2 separate regions of the Anser cygnoides genome follow, and region 2 is linked to region 1. The links are chromatin contacts, called in public Hi-C maps. All regions are on one chromosome and are shown on one strand. Each heading gives the region's core, a stretch centred on a gene start, on an enhancer-like site or on the middle of the called end of the contact. The rest is flanking DNA. Distances are from core to core; before and after follow the strand shown. Region 1 overlaps LOC106047520 (Krueppel-like factor 5). Region 2 overlaps NSDHL (NAD(P) dependent steroid dehydrogenase-like).

The links. Hi-C and Micro-C count contacts between places; a contact is called where the count stands out from the background.
Region 2: a contact with region 1 is called in a Hi-C map of liver, with 3 times the contacts expected there. The contact joins two enhancer-like sites. A contact is called at or near these places in 2 of 7 Hi-C or Micro-C datasets (both in liver).

What each region holds. Positions count from the first base shown.
Region 1 is chr13:5,925,422-5,932,112 of Taihu_goose_T2T_genome, reverse strand. All of the region lies in intron 1 of LOC106047520 (Krueppel-like factor 5), which reads right to left. Among named protein-coding and RNA genes, the nearest start is that of KLF8, 14 kb to the right of the region's middle. Within about 2 kb of position 2,497, at least 1 of the 3 cell types and tissues checked has open chromatin away from gene starts, as enhancers often do. A contact at or near this core is called in liver, where this site is marked.
Region 2 is chr13:6,120,427-6,127,117 of Taihu_goose_T2T_genome, reverse strand. NSDHL (NAD(P) dependent steroid dehydrogenase-like) reads right to left here. Exons shown (of 9, transcript XM_067005207.1): 9 at 6,421-6,691. Among named protein-coding and RNA genes, the nearest start is that of ZNF185, 6.6 kb to the left of the region's middle. Within about 2 kb of position 3,802, at least 1 of the 3 cell types and tissues checked has open chromatin away from gene starts, as enhancers often do. A contact at or near this core is called in liver, where this site is marked.

The DNA of each region.
Region 1 (6,691 bases), core at 1,248-3,747:
TGCACCCCAGGATCATTCTCACACTGGTCGGTCAGAGCAGCAAGGGGTGGAAACCAGCCCAGGCTTCCCTCGTTCCCACAGCATACCAGCAAAACCAACCCAATAGACTTAGCTTTCCCATTTCTGGGGTGTATGTATTCTTGGATTTGCATCTAAATGGAGGATGTTCCTTGAAGGGAGATGATAAACGTGGCCTTGAGAAGACAGGTGTTGAAAGGGCTAAGGGCACGGGAGCTGCTGGCCCCATGTGCTGAGGGGAACCACGAGATGGTTCAGTCTGAAGCCCGGGTCGGAGCTGTAAGGGCTGCAGGTATTTGTGTCCCGTCACCCCCATCATCTGCAAGGAACAGCTTCAGAAACACCTGCGTGGTTCAGCCACATTCCCTCACAGGTAATGCTTGAGCCTGCAGGTGGTGGCCCAGCTGCTGCAGCCACCCCATCTTGGGGTCAGCCGAGCCAGGAAACCACCACACACACCCTGCAGAAACACAGCAGCAGAAGCACAAAGGAAGCATCCGAGGGCAAAGCAGGCCAAGCCGGGAGGAAATCCTGCAGACGCCGAGCTTCTGCGCTCCTCGGCCAGCCTGGAGCAGGTCCTGGTGGCAAGCTGCGGCCCTGCCCAGGGCGGCCCTTGAGAGGGCAGCTGAGGACACTAGGGTGGCTCACATGAGGCAGGAGTGACCAGGAATGCTCAGCCTGTCCCTGCCTCCCCATCTGCCAGGCACAGGCAGGGAATTAACCATTTTCTTGCCTTTTTGAGGAGGACTGAACCAATCACATAGCCTCAGCGCCCAGGTCTTCTCATTACTGCCAGAGCCCCCCCGCTGCAGCTCCACAGAGGAAGACTCCGAGGCCTTGCAGCTGACGGACCAGCAGCTCTTTGGCGGGTTCAGTGGCCCAGTTTCCCCTATAGGCATTAATTAGCAGTGCCATCACCGCAATCCCTGCAGACGAGGATGAGACGGGCATGCCCCAGGCTCCACCAACTGCATTGACAGCGGTGCCAGGAACCGTAAAGGAGTCGTGGGTCACTGGCTGGGGCAAAAAGTGAGCCAAGGGGAAACACAGCCAAAGCAGACATCAACAAAACCTCCATGCTTTAGAGGCATCTCCTCCAAACTGGGATTTTTGTTTTGACCAGCAAGGGAAAGCCAGTAAGAATACCTTACAGTGCAATAAAAGACTTGAATTCCTGTATTTTCCCCTCAAGGTCACAGTATCTATTTCTGCCTGCATAGCAGGGTCTTCTCAACCTGTCAGAGGGAAAAGGGAAAGAAAAATTCCCAAGCTGGCAAAGGAAAGGATTCTCCACTGTTTTTCTCTCCCCCGAGTAGATGCTCCCGTGGCCAGCAGGCTCTGACACGAGTCCTGCTCTGCCAGCCTCCAGCTTCCAAACACCCCGCAGGAGCCTCCTGCCTTGGAGGCCTTCATCACCCCTCATCCAGATCTCACAAAGGCTGAGGAGCTATCGGGGCATCGATCAACACACACGGAGTCCCAGACAAACATCTTTCTGCAGGACACACAAAAACGGGTGCTTGAGCCAACCGGGCCATTTCAGCAGCGACTGACCACGAGCATCGCTAGAGGAGCGCGAGGCACAGCCGGCTGCCAAGGCAGGAGGCGGGCCGTGTCATTCCCATGATTAAACGCTTTCTAATCTGAAGTTGATAAATAACAAACCGCCATAGAAACATCAAATGTTGTCACCACGGGGGAACAGGGAGAGAAATCAATGTTTGCTAAACAGGCGACGAGCTCGTGAAGTTGGCAGAGGGAGCAGTGGGGGGGGGGGGGGGGGGGGGGGGGGGGGAGAAGGAGTTTCTTCATTTCTTGGCAGCCTCCAGCCCTCCTGGCCCCAGACCCCTGCTGCTCTGCCAAGTGGGGGCACTGAGCCCCAAGCCCCCTCCCCAGTGCGGGGGGGACCTCCCGGAGCACAGGCACGCGTGGGACAAGGGCTGTGGTGTCCGGGCCGTGGGATTACGCAGCACAGGCTCTTTCTCCTGCCTGCACCTGCATGAAACTCCAGCCTCCAAGGGAATCAGCAAACAATGGGGAGGATAATCATCAATCAAAAGCCAGGCAAGTACCTGGCAGTACCCCTTTAAAGGGACACGTTATAAATAGACTGTATTTATATACAGATTTGGTTCAATATCAGCATTTATTGTCTCCCTAGTTAAATATTGACCTGAGTAAATATTTGTTTCTCTGATCATTTGGTTTTGATATTGACCTCGATCGACGTTATTTTCTGTTTGTTCCTCATGTCTTCTGGAACTCTCTGCAAAACGGGATTAGGAAAGAAAGCCCCGGGACTCTTCCTTTCAAGCACACAGGGCCAAATGTCTGGCTGCTGTGAACAGCCGAGCACAACTGCAGGCAGCACGGTGAGCCCTGGGCTTAGGTAGGTGGGTGCCACAGGTGGGCTCCTCTGCTTGCTCCATCTCCAAGAGGTGAGGAGTGACTCCGACAAGCTAGTGCTGCTCCTGATGCATTAGGTGCAACGGGGCAAGAGTCATCTTCACTAGCTTGGGCCACCTGGAAAGCAAACATCTAAGCTGAAGTCTCTGTGCAAGCTCTCTCTGGAGCCCATGGAGAAGGCTGCCAGAGGTGCCCTACCCCACCAGCTTCCCATCTCGAGGTTTTCATGTCTTCCCACTTGCAGGAGCACCCCCTAGAGCAGGACGAGTCACAGAGATACACCCTTTCTCCAGGTTCCCTCCAGGAGCTCATGGATGGTGCAGGAGCTGAACCACACTGCTCTAGAGGGTTATTCCCGAGCTCTTTTCCGCTGCTGTGGTTGAACTACCCGAGTTAATTATCACTTCTTCTAATCAAGGGATTTCCTTGAGCCCAAGAGTCACCACTGAGGCAGATTTGGGCAGCTGGCCTCTGGCTGAGCCAGTGCTTCCAGCAGGTTTCCCGACTGTTTACTATTCCTTTCCTCCGACAGCTGATAACAACCCACTGAAAGGCCATCTACCTCGGGTGTTTGTCACAGAAACCATGCCACTACAGCCAGCAATCCCAAAGGCCAGAGAAAGCAGGACAAGCACCCCATCCATCTTCAAGGTCAAGTGCCCAGAAGAGGAGCAACCAGGTTCCAGTGGGGCTTTAAGAGAGCTAGCAGAAATAATGGACTGAAAAATAACCAGGACAGACCTTGAAGGCACGGAGCTTGGAGGAAGCTCTGGCCCAGCTGCATCATCTCCAGGCCCTGCTGAACACCACGACCATCGGGCCCACCTGCCCTGGGCTGGGCTGGGCGGTCCCATGTCAGTATTAGAGTATCTCCACGCTGGTTTCTCCTTTCCCGGACCTACCAAGCACAACCTCAGGACAGAATGAATGCCTGGACAGAGCCCAAAGGCCACGAGAGGGAAACGGGGACAGCCCTCTCCTCGTCCCTGTTCTGCCCTGGCAGGAGGACAGCTCTCTGGAAGTGTGCCTGCATGGGAGGGGAGGACACCCCCATAAGGCAGTCATGTCTTTGTACACAGCTTTCTATTTCCAAAATGCTGTTGCTCAGTAGAGGCTGGGGCCAAGCCCGTCAAAGCCAAGTGGAGGTTCTCCATCAACTGAGGTGGGCACCCACAGCTGGAGGCAGGAGGCTGCGCTGGGTGGCCTGTGGTATGGATGCATTTTCTGGAAAGACTAAATGATCCAGTGCTACTTCAACGCCTGGGAGATCAGAAGGCTTGGAGCTATTTCAGTCTCAGCTAAAATGTGCAGGAGCTCAGATGCTCCCCAGGTTTACGTATGCACATAAGCAAAAATTGAATTTGGATAGGCGTGCTTTCCAGTGGCCATCCCCTGTTGCAGCCTCCACACCAGCACTCCCTCCCCTCTGAATCTGACAAGATGGAGGATTTCAAATGTCACTGCTCCCCAGGATGACCCAGACAAATTTATCCACTGATTTCTAGCAATTGCATGGCCACAGGGCACTGGGCTTTTCCTTGAGCTCTCCCATGGTTCCCGAACCAAGTGTAACATGGAAGAGGCTGTTAGAGCTCGCAGGGAGCTTCCCCCAGCTGGACTATGGGTGGGATTCATTCCACCTCACTCAAACCATCCGAAAGCTCACACTCATCACCCAGCCTCTTCCAATCAGAAGGAAAGGTGCACATTCCCAGGCAGGGTCTGACAAAGGCAGAGTGAGTCATCTGCTGCTTGCTGGGACTTGTGAAGTCCTCCTGGCAGTCAGTACACGATAAGACGGGCCAAAAAGCCTGTTTTTCCCAGTACAATGAGCAAGGCAGACCCAATACCCCATGCACGTCTGGGAGAAGCAAGGTCAGGTTTCATGCACGGACAAAAATCCCACCGTCCCGGCAGCCCTCAACTTCCTCGCCAAACCAGTTAGTGAAACAAAACAAAACAAACCCTAAGGCGTGTGAAAACATTGCGTTCGAGTGAGTAGGTCTTTGGGCCAACTTCTTTCTTCTGGGCCCGCACGGCACCCGGCATGGTACAGGGCCAAGTAAATACTGCCAGACTCACTCCATGGACTGAGAGGACACGTACTGCTGCCCCTTCCAGCGAGTACCCTGCCCTATAGATTTCCTAGCATCTGTGCTTCCGGAAGGGTCCTTCCTCTACTCCACAAGAAGCAAGCCTCAAAGATTGTCCTCCAGACCCATTCCCTTGGACAAAACCTCTCCTTCCACATCTTCTCTGTAGAGGAACGAAGAGCCAGTTGCCCTAATTAAGGGACACTGATTAGGGAGAGTCCCAAAAGAACCTCCAAAACACCAAACACTGGAAGCTGCTCCCAACAGAGTTCTGTTCTACAGTGCCAACTGTTTCAACACTTGGAAAGGAGCAATGCCCAAAGTTTTCCTTTTAGTTTAACAAACTTGGGTCATTCCCACCTGTCAGAGAACACCACCAAACCTCGCATCCCTTGCGAGGGTCTCCAGCAGAAAACATTCAGCCACTGCTGGCTGCTGCTCCCTATGCTAGCAAAGTGGAAGAGGATGATGTTGTACGGGTAAGGTTGATGCGATGGGCTGGGCTGGCAGGTGAGCAGGTATCCACATCTCCCTGCCCGCTCCGGGATGGTTCACACGTGTGGAACAGTTGCTTTGGATGTGGCAGAGGTGATAACGGATGGATAACACTCTTCCTTCCTGCACGGGATAAGTACCTGCACTTCTGGAAGCTGAAGGACCTGACCTGACTTTACTGGGACTGATTTCTCGCCGTTTTTTTCTTCTCCTTGTATTGGAAATGCCACAAGGAGCAAGGTCATTAAATACGCTTTCACACTGGCAAATCCTGTCCTTGGTGGACACTTGAAGGTCCCCCATCACATTAAAAAAAAAATAAAAATAATTTTCAAAGAATTCTCCAAGCATTTCTGAGCATAATGAAAGATTCTTTGTTTGAGTTTCAATCTGAGCCTGGAAGGGGCTGAACCTCTTTGATGTGGGAAACAGCCCATGGGTTTTTTTTTTTGAGAGAGTTTTCATGCTAGCTCAAGTTCTGAGAACATCTGAATTGTAAACAGCGGTTATCCAATCCCCAAACACCAGCGGTACCCTGTGACTCATGTAATTCACCAATGGAGCCCAAGAAAAGCAAATATTCTAATCAAGGGGCTCAGCTAACAAGACGGTGGTAAGTGCGATTATTTGCAGTGGATGGGTTAGATAAAGGAGCTCACTGGACCAGGGAATGGGAACAAAGTAGCGTAGGTAGCTGACCAAACAGGTTCGAGAAGGAAAACTTCACGGTGGATGATGCACCGGCCAAAAATGAACTGCCCTAGACCTTCGTGAGTAATTCCAGCCGACGTGTGCTTCCCACAGCCCATTCAGGAAGAGCGATAAAGGGAAATCCGTTGCGTTTATTACAGAGCCGGAGTCCCCCGCTCGCTTCCTCCCTCGCATACCTGCCCTTCCAGCGGCCAGAGACGAGCAAACACGCTCCCCTCGCTGGCCCACAACCTCTCCATGTGGGGCAACCGGGAACGAACAGGAAAGGGGGCAGCACACCTGCGGCCCCCCACTCACCGCGTCCCCTCCTGCGGCCATCCTGCAGAACAATCGCCCTTTGTACCACGTGGACAAAGCCATTGTGCTCCTGCGGGCTCAAAGTTCGGCCCAGACGCCCCGTCCCGCGCCTCACCTGCCCGCCCGCTCAGCCGCGGGACGTCTGTGGGGTTGGGGGATTATGCAAAACTAAAAACCGCTGCCGCCGGCTCAGACCCCACACAAATTTCCCTATCTTTGGCTCCCTGGTTTTGTCCGAAGTGCCCCGCTTTGGGCCTGCTCCCTCAGTGGGGTCTGGCCTGGTCCGAGCCCACCGCGCCGACAGGTCCAAGCAGGGGCACAGGGACAGGCCCTACTCCAGCTGCAGTCCCCTGCGGCCCCACAGACACCTGCCCGGCTGAGACCCAATCGGACTTGCAAATCTGCAGGCTGGTCCTGGCAGCACCAGGCTCCAGCTGATCCCAGAGCAAGGGACCCAGCCCCGGTGGGATCCAGCCCCCAGCCAGAGACCGGGCCTCAGCTCCCACTCTCCGCTCGTGCTGGGAGGGATCAAGCGATCCCACTCCTCCTTGCCCAGCCTGTAACTCAACATCCCCCTACTGCCGATTCTTTTTCTGCCAGCACCCTTGGAAAGGGGATTTTACACCCCGCGACCTCACGCTGCCCAAAGGCACGCGTTACTGTCCCCACTG
Region 2 (6,691 bases), core at 2,553-5,052, 190 kb before region 1:
TCCCAGTTAACAGCCCAGAGAAAGAAACAGGGAGTGTGTTGTACGTTTTAAAATGTCAGAAGAGAGGGAAGTCTCATCAACTGTTGTCTTCCAAGACCAGCAAACCATGGAAAGGGACTTTCTATGTTTCTCACCTGGACTAGGACAACGCTGGTGGGTCAGAGACACTGGATACCACTGGAAGTGTAGTATAAATGTAGGTATGTTACCATACAAATACTCTAACGTAAACCACAGCTTTGTCTTTTATTTCCCAGCAAGGTGAGTGGGGACCTTTTATTTTGCTATAGCTAAGGGTTTTCATACTCTGCTCAGACCAAAATAACTGTGTCCGGCCATGCAGACAGCTTACCTCGAACTGGAGATTTCCAGGGCTGTGGTGTCAGGCCAGTCCACACCAATCCCGTACTGCAAACAAAAGCACATCTACGGTGTGCAGCAGCTTGAACAGGTAGGGACAATCAGTCCCAAACAAATCGTTGTGGTTTTATCCCAATTAAGCTTTTAGATAAACCACTCTTTCCAAAGTATAGGTGGATGTCACTCGCACCAGCAGGTGCAGAAACCCTGATGGGTGTTTTTCTTCTTCATAATTACAGGCGCATATTCAGCTTTTAATGACATGGCATTTCAAAATCACAGCAGTGGCCAGAGGCAGAAGGTTTTTTGCCAGCAAGTGGCAGGCCTGTGTGACATCTAGAAGAGCAGCACGCCACGGGGCCACTCAAATACAGCACTGCCAGGTTGCTCCAGACCAGAAGCTGAAAGGCTGTCCAGTAAATCTGTAGGGAAAGTCAATTTGCTTAACTTCAGGCACTGAACTGAGACAATCACATCAGGAGCCTCATTTCTGCAGCTTCTAGAGGCTTCGGCATAAAGACTCCAGAATGAATGAATTCCTACCTGTGGTTCCTAATCTAAATATGCAGCGTGTGCATGTGCAAGTCTGCGTGTAAGGGGAGTGAAACGAGGCTGTTTTCACTCCCTTCATTCACAGGAACAACCACAATTCGGATACTACTTTGAGGCCAGCAAAATTGTAACTCTTACCACTGCAAGAAGTAGCAGCTTTTCCAAGCTGGCAGTTACAGGCTGAACACCAACAAATTCAGGACGCCTCAGTACAAGGCCACCAAGCTCAATCCAGCCAGTAAGGCCAGCCTCATCTGGAAAGGGCAGAGTCAGCCTGCATACCTCTGGAGCAAACCCTGCCTGTGCTGCTGTCAACAAAATAAAGTCCCTTATCTTCATCAGCAGAGGAACAGAATCCAAGAGGGCTTTTTTCCTCTGTATGGAGTTAAAACCAAGAGGGTCTGCTGTGGAAACACCCCGACACGGCTGCAGATCTGGACTCCCTCCCAGGGCCACGAGCCAAAGGTGTGGTGAAGGCTGCCATCCCGGTGTGCCAGCCCAGCCCCACGCAGCAGGGACCTTCTGCCCCTCGGTTCCAACAACAACCTTCTCCAGGGGTGCACACACTCCTGCAGCAGTGGAGAAGGGAGGGAGCAGCAGGTTGGAAGAGCCATTTTCCATCTCTACTTTGGAAACACTGTTTTTCTGTAGGTAAATTTTGGACTGAAGTATCTGATTTTACCAGGAAATGGATTCTCCCTGCATCTTCTTCATGAGAAAGCATAAGCACCTCTCATCAGGATGTGCCACGGTTAGTACTGGTTAACGCTTGTTTCACTGCTCTTTATCTGTCTCCCCTATTTAGTGCACCACAAAGCAGATCATTTGGGATCAGTGAGACATAAAAATTACATCACACAAGGAAGCTGCAGCCACAGAAACCACTCACAGACTGGACAGAATGCTTAACAGAAAAAGATTTAAAGAACTCTGACAATTTATGTAAAAAAAGTAAAAGAAACGGAGGTGACTTGACTGTAGCATGAGAGGACTTTTCATGGAGAGAAAGCGACAAGCACAAAGGCTACTTTCATCCAGGACATGAAAACAGGAAAATTGAGGACCGAGCTGCAGACTAGATACTTTGAGCTTTTTGCATTCAGAGACGGGTTGTGTTTGTTTTTGGAGGAGCGATGGGAGTTAAACACTGCCACTTCTCAGAAACATCAACAGAAGTCTCATCCATTTCTCGAAGCCCAGAAGCTGTCCCAGAAGGGCTACCAGAGCCACACAGAAGTCAGTGCTAGAAAGCCCACAGCTGGCAATGTGTAGGTCAGGCTGGGCTGTCTGCGAGCTGCAGTCATGCCTGTAGGATGGACGTACCGTGCTCTCTTCTGGGTAGGGTAAATCAGCCTGCTCTGAGCTCCCTGCTGCCAGGGGCACGCTGCTGCCCCTTCCAGAGACAGCCAGCCTAAAACCAGTTTGCGTAACTCTGCAGTACGTTCCTTTCCAGAGGTGCGGCGTGCGTACCTTTAGAAACAGCGACGTCTACAAGGCAGGAACCTGCTCACCTTTCAAAATCCAGACAGCCGTTTTATAGGCAGGGGGTTATACGGAGCAGCACAGCAATTCTTGACATTCCTCTGACAGCAACGGCCTTCTGCCCAAAGGCGTGCAGTCTCCCTGACCAGCCCAACTTGTATTTGAACAGTTACAATATATTTAGAATTTTCAAGTCTTTCCTAGTCAAGAAAAATGAGTCACCACCACTCCACAGCACTCAACTCCACTGGAATATTTCCTCTTTTGGGTAAGGCTTTCTTACGCGCAACCACCTGCCCCATCCTTGCACCGAAGGTACAGGGAAGGCACCAAACACATCAATCCTTCGGGCCTTCGCCAAGGTGACAGAAAAGCAAAGCCTCAGTAGAGGCTGAGCAGAGTTGCGATGAGTAGAAGGGTGTAAAATCACTACACCCATTTGTTGCAAGGGAATCAAACTGGTTTTTCATGAGGTGTCATTACAAAGCGCTGCCGAAATGCCAGACCTCACCTTCCTAATAGCAGGTAGCTGAACAGAATCACATACCCCTGACTATTCAGGGCTAGAATACAATAATCTCAGCAGGAAACCACCCATGGCCATGGAAACACACCTACAAAGGAGGTCAGGAGCTCTCACAGCTAAGACAAGATGATCTTGCCAGCAAACACTGGGCAAAAGAGAAGCCATGGCTAAGTGCCAGCCTGATGGCGCTGCTAAGACAGTAAAACAGCGTGTGCAATCTGCTAACAGAAACACCTCAGACATGTTCTGTTGCAAGCAGGGAGATGCCTATTTATTTCTCATCACCAGCTCAGCAAGCTTCCTCCGGGCAAACAACTCGCTTTCCTTCTCCCATAATAACGACCAAGTTGCACCATCACGTACATCTGTGGACCTGGCACTTTCCAAAGGTTTGCACAAGCACTAACGAAACTTGGTAAACAGTTCTCTGAAGGAGCAGAGTCCAGCCCACCCACGCCACGTTTGGCTTCGCAGCGCTAAAAGGTGTGGAAACTCGTACCATCGCTCGGAGATCACTGCCATCAGCAGATCCGAAAAACATACGCAAGGATTTACTGAGTAAAGAGGTGCCACTTTCACAACAAAAGGGTGCATTTGAGCACTGTGAGGCACGGTGGGTCCCTGTACTTCTGTCACTGAGGGTAGTGAGCTTCCACATCAGTAACCATATGCCTGCACGACACAAACATCCCCCTGCACCTAAAACCTCCCACATATCCACCTCAGGGTTGACTTAAATTTGTCTCCATCTTTGGACACACGAGATGGCTTCTGACTTTTTTCATCAATCGCTCCTCTCACCTTTCCCCAGGTAATTACAACCAAGCCATTATTTTTTCCTTTCTGGCGCTGAGGTGTGTCTGGACAAGAGCTCCTCTGCACTCCAAGGGCAAGACTGAAAAGCATTTCTTAGACTGTAACGTTCCTCCTGTGCATACGCCCCTTTCACGATCTCTCTGTAAGGAAGGAAATGGGGCTCTTAGTTACTTCATCTCCACCTAGAGAAGCACTTTTCTTCCTCTCCCTCTCCTATTTCTCTAGGGAAAGAAACAGAAGATATCTCCTTTATCTCTCCCACTGCTTGTCAAACCAAAAACCATCTCATGTCAGCAAAATGGGGAGCTGCAACAAGAAAAAGACAGAAAGCAAAGTGAAAGAGATTAAAAGTTTGACAAGAGTGCTCTAGGAAAGTCTTTGATGTCTTCAGCAGCTCCTGTTGAGCTCCTGTTGAGCTAACAAGAGCGGCAGATTTGACCCTAGATATTTGGAAGGAAATGTTGATAATGGCAGTTTTGCTTTGTAGGCTCCTGCTTACTTGCATGCTCACGCACACGTAAGATACACATTGCAGAGAAGATGCACGCCAAAAATTACAGGCCAGAGTACAGAAGGAGCTCATTGGCTTGCCCAAAGAACAGAAGATGGGGCTTATTGGGTGCTCACTGGGAAAAGAAACAGAGCTGAGAGAAGGCAGCTCGATCAGGGCTAGAAGAGGCTATGGATAAAGCAAGGTTCCTCCTCTGTTGTGGCCAGGGCTATAAGCATAGCGATGTCAGGTTCCACCACAGCAACAATGTGTGTTTACTTCTGCTTGAAAAACAGAAGCTAGTCAGCCTCCCAGAAATGCTGGGAACTGACCTAATTACATAGGGAATACCAAGTCAAACCAACTTCAGCGTGATGCAACGCTTCTTGCTGTGCCCAGCTCTGGGAAACTGCTCATCCCCATACAAGCAAAACTCTGCTTTACTCTCGTACTGACCATACTCTTGAGGGAAAATAAACCATCTGCTGCTTTTTATCCAGCAGACCTGAACTTCCAGTGCCTCTTGTTTCTGTAGCAGCTTCTGGATTTACCTTCACAAAACACAAGGAGATGAGTAACTCTCCACCTGAACGGTGTCCAAGTTCTGAGAGCCAGCATTTTGGAGAACGTTTGAAGCAGCAGGGCAGATCTAGCTGGGAAACGCCATCTAGAGGCCAAAACGTGCTTTTACCGATTTATTCTTGAAAAGTAATCGTTGAACTTGCTCCTTTCACTTCAGTACGATCCTCTCACCACCCCTAGAAGCGCAGTAATCCCTACTTCACGAGGAGCTGAAGTTCCCTGCCGTGCTGTACCATGAGTCCCAAGAGCAGTACCCACCTTTTGTGTACCAGCAATGCATCTGAACTAGAATGCTTTGTCCCTCATGGCTTTTTGTACTTACCAGTTTGGGTTTATTGGCTACCTCTACTGCACGTAGCAGAGGTGCATCTGAATTGTCTGTTTTCACAAGGCCACTCCTCCAGTAGCAATTTACAAGTTTAGTGTCAGTTGACCGCATCATGAGAACTGGAAGTGGGGCCAGCTCCAGAGAGGAGCATGAAAAACTTCCCTAGTCCTTCCTCACTCCATCCAGCAGGTGAGATTGGGAACAAAGCCATCACTATCAGCTAGGCATGGTTTCACCACTGAGTTCTTCTTATAAGTCACAAATTGTAGAGATATGGATGGGGCATTCACAGCCACTCACATCACCAAACAGTGAGGAAAGAAAGGGTCTTCCCATTATCAGGGAATTCGTGGCAGCACATCGGTGCATCACATGGAGGGAAACACGGCCCAGCTATTTGGAAGCAGTATCTGTCTCCCACTGAAACTGGACGTGGGGTGACACAAGCAGATTGCGCTCTAGAAGTTGAGCTTTACATATTTAACCCTACAGGCTGGGAAAAACAAAACAAAAAATAGCCAAGGTGTTTGATGAGTGCAAACCCGAGATGTGTGAAGTGACCCAACTACTGGATATTTACTTCAAGATCAGGCAAGGCAAATGTTGGTAAAACTACCTAGCTGTTCCAGAAAAAGTTTCCTGGAAAAAAAAAATCCAACATAAAACTTCTGGTTATATTGTAGAGTTTTAAAAACTCCTTCATTTCTATGGGATTCTAGCAGCACGTTGAGCTCCCAGATGAGGTCAAGGCTCACTGAGCTGGGCACAATGATGAATACACAGGGAGGCACTTCTCATACTTCTGAAATTTGAAGCATCAAGAAATATGAAACATCCATCATTGCTGGAGAGCAAGGAACTGGCCACAGAGGGAAGTTCCAACCCTAACCTAAGCCCTCATTTAAAAAAACAAAATGAAACTGGAGCACTTAGTAAGATTATGGGGTAAAGTAGACTTAAATTAAGTGGCAACTAAACAATTTGGTGAACACAGTATTATAGCCTTTTTCTTGTGTAAGAGCTTTTCATGTACTGAGTGGTCAATGCAACACAGTGACCATTACCATGCCTGACAAACAATGTCAGACAAGATGACAGCCTTGTGCAGCAGATTTTCCAAACCAATGTAATTCCTACGGGAAGTAAGAGAGCTACGGCAAAATATGTGCTGGCTGACAACAAGCCACAGCAAAGATTTCTCCCCCCACAAAGGGAATGATTAAAAACCTGTTTATGCTGAGCTGCTCAGAATAGGATCTGTCCCTTCAAAGATGGAACACAAAGTTAGGAAGTCATCTCTTCTTGTTTTATTTATATATTTCTACACAGAATTAAGCTCCTGCAGAAATAAAGCCACATGCTTCCTTACAAAGAGGAGCCTGGCATGCCTTTTCTCAGATTTCCTTCCAATTACTCTGTAAGAGGCCAAATCAACCCACCAACCACAGGAAGATCCAAGAACAGTCCCAGAACAATAAAGTCAGTTTCAACAGTTAAAAAAAAAAAAAAATGGTGGCAGAACTCCTCCTTGATGAAGGCCTCTTTTTCATTACTT